3 separate regions of the Mus musculus genome follow, and regions 2 and 3 are each linked to region 1. Evidence: chromatin contacts called from public HiChIP or PLAC-seq data. All regions are on one chromosome and are shown on one strand. The core of a region is the stretch at or near the end of the contact, and the rest is flanking DNA. Distances in the headings are between cores, read along the strand shown.

Region 1 (4,312 bases), core at 800-3,299:
TATTTGCCTCAGCCTCCGGGCTCTGCCCCAGCGCCGGCCTGCTAACACTCTCTCTGTGTCCCCACGCAGTGGTCCATGCCGTGGACGGCATCGCTGAGAACGGGATCCAGCCTCTAAGTTCCTCCGAGGTGGACGAACTCATTCACAAGGCCGATGAGGTCACACTGAGCGAGGCAGGGTCCACAGCTGGGCCAGCGGAGCCTCGGGGACTCGCAGAGGATGTCACCAGGACCACGCCGTCCAGAAGGGAGATCACAGGAGTTGAGGCTCAACCAGGAGAGGCCACATCAGGCCCACCAGGCATCCAGCCCGGTCAGGAGCCCCCGGTCACCATGGTCTTCATGGGTTATCAGAACGTGGAAGATGAAGCAGAAACCAAGAAGGTACTGGGCCTGCAGGACACCATCAAGGCTGAACTGGTGGTGATTGAAGACGCGGCCACGCCCAGGGAGCCCGCACCTCTCAATGGCAGCGCTGCTGAGCTCCCGGCCACCAAGGAGGAGAACCAGACGGGGCCCACGACCACGCCCAGCGACACCCAGGATCTTGACATGAAGAAGCCTCGCTGTAGATGTTGTTCTGTCATGTGAGCCGTCGGGGCACCCTAGTCCCCGGTCCCCGTCCTATGCTCCACACTCAAACCCAGCAGCCCGGCCCTCCCCGGCGCCTGCCCACCCTCACCCTCCGCCTCACAGGCCCCAGACACGTGTGTGATCCCTATGCACCTCGAGTCTCGGGTGGGGGGTGCTCTGCCCGTCACCACACTCCACACTCACCCCGAACCTCTGAGCCGTGGGTCACCCCTTGGTGAGAGACAGGCCAGCCCATATCAGCCCCTCTAAGAATGGGGACCCCTCAGTCCAGGTCACAGCAGGTTTACACAGGCGGCTTATGCCCACCGTGGTCCCAGCCTGGTGTCCCCTTGCCGCCCCAGGCCAGCCTGTCTGTGCCTTATCGTTACTTTTGGGGAGTCTTCGAGGGGACCAGAAAGGGTCTCCCTGGCCAAGGCGCCAGCGACCTAATGTGGGCAGGTGGAGTGAGGCCACAGTTCTTTGGGGACTCAAAGTCTTGAAGTTCTAGGGAGGAGGATGGGCACCTGTGGATCCCCTCCCATAGGTAGCAGAGCTCAAAGCAGGGGAAACTCTTCACCGGGGATAGAACAATCACCCGCAGGATGGAGTCATTGTTGGCCAGCCAAGCCACTCCCTGTCCTGAGTCCCACCCCCACCCCCACCATGCACACACTGGGCCCTTCTTCCTGGTGCTAATTTTGGGAGCTTTGGGGTCACCTCTGCCCTCTTCTCTAGTTGGTTTGGACCAGGGTCCTGGGTTTCCCACATACCCCCATACCCTAGAAGTCAGTGGGTATGTCTGCCAGCGCCACAAAACCTAGCATATCCAGGCAGGTTTAGGCTGCTCCACACACACTTTGGGTGGGAGTAAGGGACCCCCCCCCATCTGCCACCTGGCCTGACGGGAGCCTGGCAGAGGGTCACCAACCTTCGGGCAGGCAGCAGTAGCCACTTTGGTCCCCAGAGGCACAACCCTGCACACAGGAGCTGACTCAACTTCAAAGGACCACGCCTGGTCTAGGTCCCTTTCCTTGGGACCCCAGCCTGGTGTGCAGCAGGGTGCAGGGCCTCCTGCGGGCCCCGTCACTACCCGCAGCTACAGTAGGGGCTCAAGCAGAGGCCACGGGGTCTGTGTCCTGTCCTTCCCGTGGCCTGGAGGAGAGGCGCACTTTCCTGAGGGTGAGCTATGGCCGTGGTCATGGCACCCCCGTCTTCCTCCTCCTTTGAGTCTGCCTGAGTTCCTCAAGCCCTGAGCCTCGGCTGAAGTGCCCTTGCTGCCCCCTTCTGCTTTTGACGTGTGGCAAGGCCCCGCCCTTCACCCCCATGTTCTTGACTTTCCCAGAGAAACAAATTAAAAAAAAAAAAAAAAAAAGTGTGTAGAGCCAGGTTGCTGAAGTTCTTGGGTTTCACCTGGGCGGGAAGGGGTGCGGCCTCCTAGTGGTGGAGCCATAAAAAGGCTGGGTCCTGTAGAGCACAGGAGAAACTTCTCCCCTGCGGCTGCTGCAGCCCTCACTGGGCATTTTCGCCAGGACTCTGCGGCACCTGGTCAGGTAAGCGACAGCTGTGGCCAGCCACCCCCACGGGCCTCGGTCTCCACATCTTCCACACCCATGTCCTTGGGCTGTGATGTTGAGAGTAGAGAGGTCCTCACAGATAGCCCACAAGTTCTGAGCCAGGTTCTGCATAGTAGAGGAGTACCCCCCTTTTTTTTCATGTTTTTTTTTTTTGGAGAATTTTTTTTCCTTTGGCCTCAGTTGCCCTATCTGTATAAAATAGATGTCTAGGAGTCCTGTGTTCCCAACACACTGGGTATTCCAGACTTGAGTAAAAGGCCTATAACCAAGCTGACCTCAAACTCTTTAAGTAATCCTCCTGCATTAGTTTCCTGAGTACTGAGATGTCAGGTGTGTGGGCTCAATCAGAGGCCCTTTCAGGACTCAGTTTCCCCATGAAAGGTGGTTGGTATGGTGGAGTACCTACGATGTACGGAGGGAGGTGCTAATTCAAATCCATCCGACCTGTGGGACTGGATATGCACTGCACTTCAATGCCCACTTCTGCTAAATAGGGATGAAGGGGCCCAAGGGGGCTTTGGGAAAACTGCTGTCTCAACCCTGGCTTTGACTGTCTCCTCGATGGTAGGTGATGGGCACCACATCTGTCAAGGGCCCCTGGAGTCCAGCTGGGGGACCACGGACTGGAGGGAAGAAGGGAAGACAAGAGATTCAGAGGGACCTCACAAGCCCGCCCACGGGAGGCCAGGAACCCCAGCACTATGCCCAGGCCCCACACACAGGCCGTGGGCTGCCAGAGGGGTATGGTGGGGTCTGACCTGTTCGGTCCGTGTTCCTGGGCGTTTTACATGATTACCTTTGAGTTTTTGAGAGAGGTCTCACTCTGTAGCCAAAGTTGACCTCAAACGAATAGCAATCCCACTGCCTCAGCCTCCTGAGTACTGGGGTGTAGGCCTCTTTCTCTGTACCTGGCTTCGCGCTGGGTGTTTCTGAAGGCGTCATCGTTTCATATGAAATTTTCTGTGAATGTGACAGGGAGAATTCCCATTTCCTGGATGAGTAAGGGAGGGTCAGAGGGTTGGGGAGGAACCAGCCGGAAGCCCCACAGACCCCCTTCTAGAGAGCAGCAATTCGAGACCCAGGCCCTGAGTTTCCTAATCCTGCCGTGGTATCTGCTAGTCTGGAAACATCGTGCACATCTGTCCTTCAGCCTGCCTGGATCAAATAGGGCATTGATCGAAAGAAGAGACAGAGATTCAAAGGGGTCCCACAAGCTAGCCCAGGCTTGGGATTCAGTCTCCTCGTTCCGCAGGGATGCACCCCGCCTCAGTCAGCAGGACTTGGGAAGGTGGGAAGCCGGGAAACCAGGCAGAGGCTCAGTTCCGGCTTTGTAGGGCCAAGGCCTGCAGCGGGCACGGTGCCCGCCCTCGTCAGCCTGAGTATCGTTTTTCTGTCTTCTCTGGACTTTGTTTCCCAGGTCCGGGTGGGGACTGAGAGGAGGGGCCCACCTGCTCCTGGGTGGGGCCTCTGTCCCCTTAGCAACATGTGGCCGGGGCGGAGCCCGGGGGCCTTTCCTGCAGAGGACAGAGCCTGAGGCTGGGAGGTGGCCTGGGCACCTGGAGCTGGCAGGTGAGGCGGGGGACGCTGGGAGTCCCGGAAGCTGGGAGTCTGGAGCCGGGTAAGGTGAGGCACGTGCAGAAGGAGAAGGGGTCTGTTTGTGGTGTGCCTACTGGCAGGGTTGGTAGGCCTCCAGGGGGCCACAGGAATCCCTTTCCTCGTCTGTATTTCGCCACTCTTGGCCCCGGCTGGGCCCCCCCCCCCCCGTTGTCCCCCTGGATATCAGAGCCTGCTCTGTCATCCACTAACCCAAAAGAAAACCTGAGCCTGCTGTGGATAAGGCTTCCATTCGTACCTAAATGCCAGAACACCAAAACCTAGTTCACTGAGAAAGAGGCTGGAACCAAAGACCCTGGGCTGGTCTGTGAGGCCCCATGGATTCAGGGCCTGATTTGAAGAAACCAGCGGTGCCATGCCTGGCTGTTCAGGCTTGGGCTTGTCCAGGGTCCAGGGTCAGAGATAAGCCTTGACAGGTTTCTCCAGGGCCAGCTATGTAGGCAACAAAGAGGCCCTAAGGGACAGGAGAGAGGACACCTAAGGGCGCCATCCTACTAGGTGGTGGCCCTCACCAAGGAGCCTTTGCCCCGCGGGTAGGAGGAAGCAGGTGCA
Region 2 (4,312 bases), core at 1,213-3,712, 250 kb after region 1:
CCAGCCACTGTGCGGCCCTTGCCCACGCCGGCCCCATCCCCAATCAGAAAACCAGCACGCTGCCCACTGGGCAGCAGGACCTCGTGTTGCTGTGGTGAGCATGAACAGAGGTGGGTCAGGCCTGTGTGCCTGGCACCCTCCTTATGAGCTGGGGGGGGGGGCGGGGCGGGGAGGCCTGGCACCCTCCTTATGAGCTGGGGTGGGGGGGGCGGGGCGGGGAGGCCTGGCACCCTCCTTATGAGCTGGGGGTGGGGGTGGGGGTTGGGGCGGGGATGCCTGGCACCCTCCTTATGAGCTGGGGCGGGGGTGGTGGTGGGGCGGGGAGGCCTGGCACCCTCCTTATGAGCTGGGGCGGGGGGGGGGGGGGAGGCCAGCTACCTGGCAGGCATAGGTGATGGCTTCCAGCTGTAGGGCAGACAGGGTGCTGTTGTCTGAGGTGGGTAGCGCTAGGGTGTAGGTGATGTCCGGGGGTGGAACACTGGACAGTGTGCTGGTCTCAACCACACGGTCTGGGTGTTGCTTTCCAATCTTGGCTGGACAGGGGACAGAGGGCAGGCAGACTTGGCACATGACAAAGGAAGAGTGGCCAGCAGGATGCCATTCATCCACTGCACACACAACCTGCTCCTGACGCCCCACACTGTGGATGATGAACCCACCCGTCTTCTTAGTGGTGTCTCCGTGCCATCCCTGGCCCAGACACTTACACTTAGATGGTACATAGTCAGCATAGGTCTCAGCATGGCCCAGTTCCTCAGTCTCCTCCTCTTCCTCCCCTTCTTCCTCCTCAGGCTGGCTGTGTGACTATAGGGGGTGGGTGACAGTTCAGGGGTCTGGTCCACATTGCAGTGATCCAGCTTCCCCAAGGGCAGCAGGGATGCTGCACAAAGTGGCCCCAGCACACTGACGTGGCTCTGCCCTCAGCCCTAAGGTGGGGTCTCAGTTTTCCCAACTGTAAAACGGGTAGGGCATCCCAGCACCCAGGCTGCCCAGGGCATGGCACACTGGAGATGCCTTCGGAGTATCTCTAGATCCCCAGGAAACACTGCAGCCACTCAGATCACCTGATAGCTGATGAGAAGTGGAGTGCTGGAGAGCGAAGTCACCGGGTCTTCAGGAGCCGAGAATGGCCCACTAGGTATGAACAGCTGTAGGGGACAGCAGGGCAGGGTGTGAGCCATGGCCTTCTATGGCAGTGTCTGTGTCCTTAGACAGGGGACTGCTCAGCCTCAGGGACCAAAGCCTTGCCTGACTCATCCTGGGACCTGGCAGACCATGGTAGGGAGGGCTGACAACAGTCTGTGTCTCTGTGGCACATGGGAGACCCCAAGATGGTAGCCCCTGGTCCAGGGAAAAGTGGACAAAAGCCAGCCAGATAGTCCCAGGATGCAGACTTGGGCCCTGAGGGCTGGGCAAATGTCCTTGGGAGTAATCTGTGCTAAGGAACTGCCCTACTACCTGTGTGTGTGTGGGGGGGGGGGGGGCTGAGGGCCTCCTCGGGGTGAAGGTTCTATTGTGAGCAACAGAGTGAGAATGTCCCCAACACTGTGACCAAACTGCAAATGTCCCTCTGTAGGAGATATGGATGGACCACAGTGCTGACCAGGTCTGGACAAGTGGTGTGGCCTGGCCTGCGGGCTGAGTCTAAAGCCACTCAGGGTACATGGCTCTCTTTTGCACACTGATTCTCAACTCCTCAATCTAGAGACATACAGATAGATTTTAAAGATTTATTTTGTACATATGGGTGCTTTCCTTACATGTATATAAAGCACACTGTGTGAAGGTAGTGCCTACCGAGGCCCGAAGAAGGTGCCAGACCCCCCGAAACTAGAGTTACAGACGGCTGAGCTCACCATGTAGAAGCTGGGGACAGAGCCTGTGTCCTCGGTAAAGGCATCATACCCCTTAGTTTGTTTGTTTTGTTTTGTCTTTTTCAGACCAGGGTCATGTAGCCCAGGCTGGTCTTCTCAAACACCCTAACGAGCCGAGGGTGACCCTGAACTCCCTGTACCTTCTGAGTGCTGGGATTACGGGGACAACACCACACCTGGGCCATCTGGTGCTGAGGACGGAGCGCAGGGCTTGGTGCATGCCAGGGAGCACTCTCCCCACTGAGCCACAGTCCCTCTGATTGGCAGCACAGGGACAGCTGCTCAGCCTCCAGCCCTAACCTGGAGGGCTTGCTTCAGATGCAGCATCCTTGAGGGGGGACAGGAGTCTCTGAGGCACTTCAGGCACAGTCACTGTCACATGTCCCTTGCTCTGCTGGGCACAGGGCCAGGGGTGTTGAAAGCCAGCGGAAGCTTGGGAAGGTTACAAGTCCACACTCAACCCTCCTGCCTTGTTTTTTTTTTTTTTTTTTTTTTTTTCTTTCTTAAATTAACAAAAACCCAAACAGACTGTGGAGGTTCCTGGAAGGCTGAGTCATGTTCCGGGCTGGAGCAGCACAGGGTGTTGGGTTTCAGATATGGCTGTGGCGCTTGGTCCAGGCAGCCTGGGGCCCTGGGCAGGATAGGCAGTACCCTGTGGCCTTGATCTCATAGCTCCACACAGTAGGGGGTGGGGGACACACAGGGACTGCCGGTCCTGCTGGCTCTGCACCAACTGCACTGTCAGCCCTTAACTCTGAGCTGTATGGCACCAAGGCTTCCTTCCTGAAGACTCCTGGGAGCCTCCCTAACTTACACTCTCAAAGTCTAGAAGCTTCCATCTAGAAGACCCTGGCAAGGCCTAGTCCATGCCAGGAGCTCCCGACAGAGTAACCATACATACCTCCCAGACACTGTTAGTGTCCCCTGGGGGCAAAAATAACTGCTGGCTAAGATCCCTCTAGGTCAGAGTCCTGCACACCCGGAAGCCTCTGTGTCCCACAGTCACCTGCCTGCTGAGTGGGTGGACAGAGAGAAGTTGACCCCAGAAGCTAGGGTCCCCTGAGAGACACTGCTTGCCTCAAAGTGGCGGTCAGTCACAGTAGACCATCCATCAGGTCCACTGAGGGTGGAGAGCCTGGGATGAGAACTGGTGACCCAAGCTACCTTTAGAGTCAGACATGCTGGCACACACCTGTCACCCCAGGATTCAGGGACTGAGATAGGTGGATTGGTAGCCCAAGGGCAACCTTGGCTAAAAGAGTAAAGTTGACACCAGACTGGGCTATGTGAGATCCTGGCTCAGAAACTAAATGAAACCAAACAAAAATAAACTCAAACTGCTTTCCACTCTCTCTAGGAATCGCTGTGTTCCTAGCAGGTATACAACAGCTGGGACCCAGTATGGGGCATGAGGGGACATGGGGTATGTGGAGGCCTTTAGGGCTGTGGGACTGGCCCGCCAGCCTGGGGTATAGGACCCCTTATAACCCAGGCCTGAACACACTGTTGTCAATCACAAGCTCTGCCACCTGTCCACCTGTGTCACCAGAGTGCCCTTGGAGGTGCCCTGAATGCTGACCTTGTCATGGGTAGTTGAGGTGGTGCTGACATCCCAGATGGTAGGCACCTCGTTGAGGCTGTCAGCCTGCAGGAAGTCAGGTGTGTCTGGGATGTCTGACAGGGAATCCACAGATGAAGAGAAGACAGAGGCATTGGAGAGGTCCTCGAGGCATGAGGGGTCCTAGGAGACAGGCAGCAGTGACACAGTGGCCAGCTGTGTGTGCACTCAGGGTCCAGGCGAGCAACCATGTGTTCCAAGTATCACACAGCCAGGAACAGGACACCACAGCATGGAGTGACCATGAGGACATGGCGCTCAGTGAGGGCAAGACACGCAAGGCCGGCCACACAGCGGGGACTCCATAACAGAAAATGTCCAGACTAGAGAACGCAGGCATAGCAAGTGGCTCAGCATTCCCAGAGCTGGGGAAGGGTGGGGTGATGGCCACGACGACAACATTAAAACCACAGGAATGTACAGTTTAAATGAACTATGGAATATGTATGAACCTGAATAACCACGCTGTTTACTTTGTAGCCCAGGCTGCCCTCAGAGTCACTGCAGTTCTCCCCCAGCCTCCTGAGTGAGCCACCACGCCAGACAGACAGGAGTCCTTTCTCCACCCTGAGTCCCTGAGAGCACCTGCAGGCTGGGATTCTCCATGTCCCAACCCTGACGCATAAGGGACCTCTGGAGGCCAGGGTGCCGCCCCTGAGGCCTGCGCCTGGGCAGTCACCCTGTCTGTCTCACTGTGCCTGTGTCCCACAGCAGCCGCAGCATAGTACTCTTCAGTTCAGGATCAGGTAACCAGAGCGACCTGTCCTGCTGACGGCTCCCAGGAAGCCCGGGGAGCATCGCCTTGGCAGGGCAGGAGGCC
Region 3 (4,312 bases), core at 1,133-3,632, 230 kb after region 1:
CACTCCCTTAGTTAAATTCCACTTTGCATAACTTAATCTTTCTTAAGTCCTTCTAGCAGGTTGTCCACGACCGCGGCTTCTCATTCCCAGGGTCCCCTGTTGGTGGCAATGGCTCTGTCTTTCCAGTGCTTGGGGAGCAAGAGGCGAGAAGCTCCGAGGAGCCTGGGGAAATTGGAGACCTGGTCTCAGAAAACAAAGGAAATTAGAAACAAAGGCTGGGGCTTAAGGCCTCACTTGGTATGTGTAAAACCTGGGGTCCACACCCAGCACCCGATAAACAAACAAACTTGTCATCCCGGCAGGCACTCAGGAGGGTGAAGTAGGGGGATCAGGAGTTCAAGGTCATCCTTGGCTACAAAGTGAGTTTCAGGCCAGCCTGGGCTACGTGAGACCCTGTCTCCAAAATAACAATGAGGTAAAAGTCAGGCTCTGTCCAGAAGCTGGTAGCTTCTCAGGAACTGCCAAGTAGCTTTTCGCAGAAGCCCAGATCTTCATTTCCCAACTGGCTGAATTAGGGTGAAGTTGGGGTCACTTGGGAGAGGAAGGCACTCCATATGCAGATCCCTCCCAGAGCCTGGGGCTGGGTTCCTGAGTGGCCGCCTTCAGCCCCAGCCCTTCAGCCCCAGCCCCTCGTCCAGAAGTACGGGCCTTTGAGACGCCCTGTGAGGGTGTGTTGTGTATTTACAACTTAAGCTAAAGCTCAAGTGCAAGTCCCTTAGAGGTCTTCAGTGACTCTCAGTGTCACCCCAGCTTGGGGGCTGGGAGGAAACAGCTGACTTCCTGAGGCGGGGGGGGGGGGGGGGCCCTCAGGGCAACTGAGAACTTACAGGACAGGATTGGGCAAGAATGTATCTGACACCCCAGATCATCTTAACCTTGGGGGGGGGGGTGTCTGCCCGTGGGGCGTGAGCTCCCTTGGACCCAGATCCCCGGGAGGGCTCCTGTCTCGCGGATGGCTTACTCCAGGGTTCAGAAAAAGAGGATTGAAGGGATTAGAGTCCAGGCGAGGGCGTGGACAGGCAGCTGAGCTGAGGAATGTCCTGAGTCACTCCTGTGACACGGGGAGGGCAAAGGGCCCAGTGCTGGGCTGAGAGCTGTGGGGGCTGGACAAGGCCATAGGTGAAGTTGCAGGAGGAACTGTTGGGCCTTCAGCTTCTCACTTAGGCCCCTAAGACCTGTGGCTTCTTTGATGTAGGCAGGGACCTCTGAGGACAATAGTAACTATTTATATGTCTCTTGCCACCTTGCTTTCCTGACACAGGGTTCACTGTAGCCTTGGCTGACCTGGAACTTGCTTACCAGACCAGGCTGCCCTCTAGGCTCCAAGGGCTGGGGCTAAGAGTGTGACCACTAGGCCCATCTCCATCTTGGTTTTGAGGCAGGTTCTCTCTCTGACCACGAGTACTTGGGTGACCTGACTTAGCTGCAGGGATGCTCCAGCCTCGGAATCGCAGGTTCTGGAATTACAAGAGCATCCTTGTGCACCAGATTGCGTGGGTGCTTCGATTGGGACATAGTCCTGTGTTTTCATGGCAATGGCTTTCTCACCAAGCCCTCTTATCACCCCCTCAAATCAACTTCACAGGAATCAATATCTACAGGTGACAAGATAGGGCCTGGTGTCATTGACCTATCTATCACCCTAGTACCTAGGAGTCTAAGGCAGGATTGCTGAGTTCTAAGACCGGCTGAACTGTAAAATTGGGGGTCGAGGGGGGGGGGAGAAGCTACATCTGGGGTTCGGGACTCAATGGGTTGAGAGCCCTCACTTGCATGCTGCAGGTTCTGGGTTCCATCCCTACACCTCATGGCAGCACACTTTTGCCATTCCATAGTTTAGGTTAGCCTGAGCTACAGGAGGCAACCTCTGATAAAGAAAATAGAAATGGAAGGGATGTGGGGATTGGCCGACACCGAGATCCCAGCACTCAGTAGGCTGAGGCTGGCGGTCCAGGGGTTCAAGGTCATCCTCTGCTATATAAACAGTCCAAGGCTAGCCTGGGTTACATGAGATTCTGTTTCCAGTAGAAAAAGGAGACTCCTGTACTTTCAAAGGGGCTCTTTAAGGGGATGACTTTGACACGCTTTCTATTCCCAGAGGTTCCCCAAAGCGCCCTGGCACCCTGCTCCGCTGCAGGCAACCTCGCGGATAACTGTCCACAGCCCTCCAACGCGTCGTCCGCGAGAACGCGGCTCCCGTTTCTCCCGCGTCCCTATCACTGGGCATGCGCAGTTGCTGATAACAACAAACTCGTAAGCCCAGCCCCGCCCAAGCCGTCCCTTCATTCAGGCTTCCCATTGGCTGCAGGGGCCTCGCGTCTTAGCGCAGGCGCATCTGACCAATAAGAGACGTCAGTGGGCGTGCCCGAGGGCGGGCAAGCCATACTCGGCCTCGCGCGTCCATTGGTCGGCTGCGTGAGGGGAGGAGCCGCTGGCTCCGGCCGCCGAGATGAGCTGGGGCCGTCTGAGCCGCTTACTTAAGCCAGCACTGCTGTGCGGGGCTCTGGCTGCGCCTGGTCTGGCAGGCACCATGGTGGGCTACTGGGAACTTGGAGGATCGCGGGTGGGGGCGGGGTTCGGAGTCGGGTCACCGTATCCAGGGTGGAGATCAGGGGTCGTGGGATCGGTTAGCTAGAGAAGGGGGCACCCAGGTGGGAAAGCGGAGCCTGATAGGCATCTCCGGGGTTGAACAAGGCTAGGCCTCGGCGCGGGAGGTCCTTGGGCGGTGAGAACCGGTGTCGGGGTCACCATAGCGGGCTCTGACCTGGTCACGCGCCCTGCCCGGCCTGGTGCGTCACAGTCGGCGGCGCCTTGGCTACCGGCTCTTTGTCCCCGCGCTGTGCTTGGGACGCACAGACCGGCGGGCATGGGCCGCGCGGCCGCCCGCAAGCGGGGACGCTGCAGACAGCGCGGCGGATCCCCGAGAGGCCGGCGACGCCGTGGACCTGGACGCCAAAGTCCTAGGAAACGCCCGGGCCCTCGGCGAAGGAAAGCGCGCGCGCGCCGCCGCAGGAGGGCGCGCCCTCGCCGGATGGAGCCCATTCCTGAACCTTTCAACCCGGGGCCTCTGCTGCAAGAGCCTCCCCAGTACTGCAACAGCTCCGAGTTCCTGGGCTTGGTGTGCGGCCAGGGATACCCCTGCCGTCCTCTTCCCTGGTAGCATATTCTAGGGGTGTCCACAGATCTTATCAGGACGACCTGAAAGGGGCGTACTTAATGGAAGGAACCTTGAGACTCCTCCACCTAGTGCCCCAGGACTTTCTTTCTTTGGCACCGGATTCTTCTCCCCTAGGGGACCTGGGTTAGGACACTCAGTTTTCCTGTTTTACAGTGTGCATCCCGCGATGATTGGCGCTGTGCGCGCTCCATGCACGAATTCTCAGCCAAGGACATCGACGGGCACATGGTCTGCCTGGATAAGTACAGGTGGGTTTCTAGTCATATGGGCGGTGTGCATGGCTGGTCTGAAAATGGGGATTTCCTGACTGGCTTCATTCCCACTCTTTCTCTCTCCCAGGGGTTTCGTGTGCATCGTCACCAACGTGGCCTCGCAATGAGGCAAAACTGACGTAAACTACACTCAGCTAGTCGATCTGCATGCCCGATATGCTGAGTGTGGTTTACGAATCCTGGCCTTCCCCTGCAACCAGTTTGGGAGGCAGGTGTGTGGCTGTTCCCCAGGCAATGCCCCTCATACGGGGTGGGGGTGGGGGGCTGTGTCAGTGTGTGTGTGTGTCTCAGTGTACAGTGTAGTGTATCTTCCAAGTAAATGTTGCTTCCTGCAGGAGCCAGGAAGTAATCAAGAAATCAAGGAGTTTGCAGCCGGCTACAACGTCAAGTTTGACATGTACAGCAAGATCTGTGTAAATGGGGACGATGCCCACCCACTGTGGAAATGGATGAAAGTCCAGCCCAAGGGCAGGGGCATGCTGGGAAAGTGAGTGGCCCTGGGGGAGGGAGGGGACAGATGGCTCTGGACCTGGGTGGGGAGCAGGTGCCAAATTTTTAGGTTTTTTTTTTTTCCTTGTTTTTTTTGGGGGGGGGTGTGTGTGTTTCATTGTGTAGCTCTAGTTTGGGTCAGAACTCAGAGATCTGCCTGCCCTGCTAAAGTGCTGGGATTAAAGGTGTGCACCACCTGGCTGAGCCTCAAAGATGACTTTAGTTGTATTTTATGTGTATGGGTGTTTTGTCTGAGTGTATTTATGTGTACCACGTAGGTACAGTGTCTGCAGAGACTAGAAGAGGGCATGGAATTTGCCAAAGCTGGGGTTGGTGGGTTGGTAGCCACCAAGTGGGGCCTGGGGGCTGAGTT

Evidence for each region. HiChIP or PLAC-seq counts read pairs in DNA pulled down with a chosen protein or histone mark.
Region 2: a contact with region 1 is called in an HNF4G HiChIP or PLAC-seq map of pancreatic cancer cells. The contact joins the enhancer-like site here to the promoter of Misp in region 1. A contact is called at or near these places in 2 of 39 promoter capture datasets (hippocampal neurons and pre-B cells), 3 of 115 datasets of contacts at active chromatin or transcription factors (double positive thymocytes, embryonic stem cells and pancreatic cancer cells) and 3 of 9 other capture datasets (adipose tissue, liver and pancreatic islet).
Region 3: a contact with region 1 is called in an H3K27ac HiChIP or PLAC-seq map of embryonic stem cells, with 6 read pairs. The contact joins the promoter of Gpx4 here to the promoter of Misp in region 1. A contact is called at or near these places in 7 of 39 promoter capture datasets (the C10 cell line, cranial neural crest, embryonic stem cells and 4 more), 2 of 484 Hi-C or Micro-C datasets (embryonic fibroblasts and pre-B cells), 2 of 115 datasets of contacts at active chromatin or transcription factors (embryonic stem cells and pancreatic cancer cells) and 3 of 9 other capture datasets (adipose tissue, liver and pancreatic islet).

What each region holds. Positions count from the first base shown.
Region 1 is chr10:79,818,972-79,823,283 of GRCm38.p6, forward strand. Misp (mitotic spindle positioning) reads left to right here and starts at 2,050. Exons shown (of 5, transcript NM_030218.2): 1 at 2,050-2,122. Palm (paralemmin) reads left to right here. Exons shown (of 9, transcript NM_023128.4): 9 at 70-1,925. The coding sequence ends at 590.
Region 2 is chr10:80,068,904-80,073,215 of GRCm38.p6, forward strand. Sbno2 (strawberry notch 2) reads right to left here. Exons shown (of 32, transcript NM_183426.2): 5 at 3,454-3,615; 6 at 1,065-1,148; 7 at 708-804; 8 at 379-533; 9 at 1-89. Among named protein-coding and RNA genes, the nearest start is that of Gpx4, 17 kb to the left of the region's middle. Within about 2 kb of position 2,463, at least 215 of the 459 cell types and tissues checked have an H3K27ac peak or open chromatin away from gene starts, as enhancers often do. A contact at or near this core is called in adipose tissue, liver, pancreatic cancer cells and 1 more, where this site is marked.
Region 3 is chr10:80,051,183-80,055,494 of GRCm38.p6, forward strand. Gpx4 (glutathione peroxidase 4) reads left to right here and starts at 2,383. Exons shown (of 7, transcript NM_008162.4): 1 at 2,383-2,533; 2 at 3,332-3,426; 3 at 3,518-3,662; 4 at 3,786-3,937. The coding sequence starts at 2,450.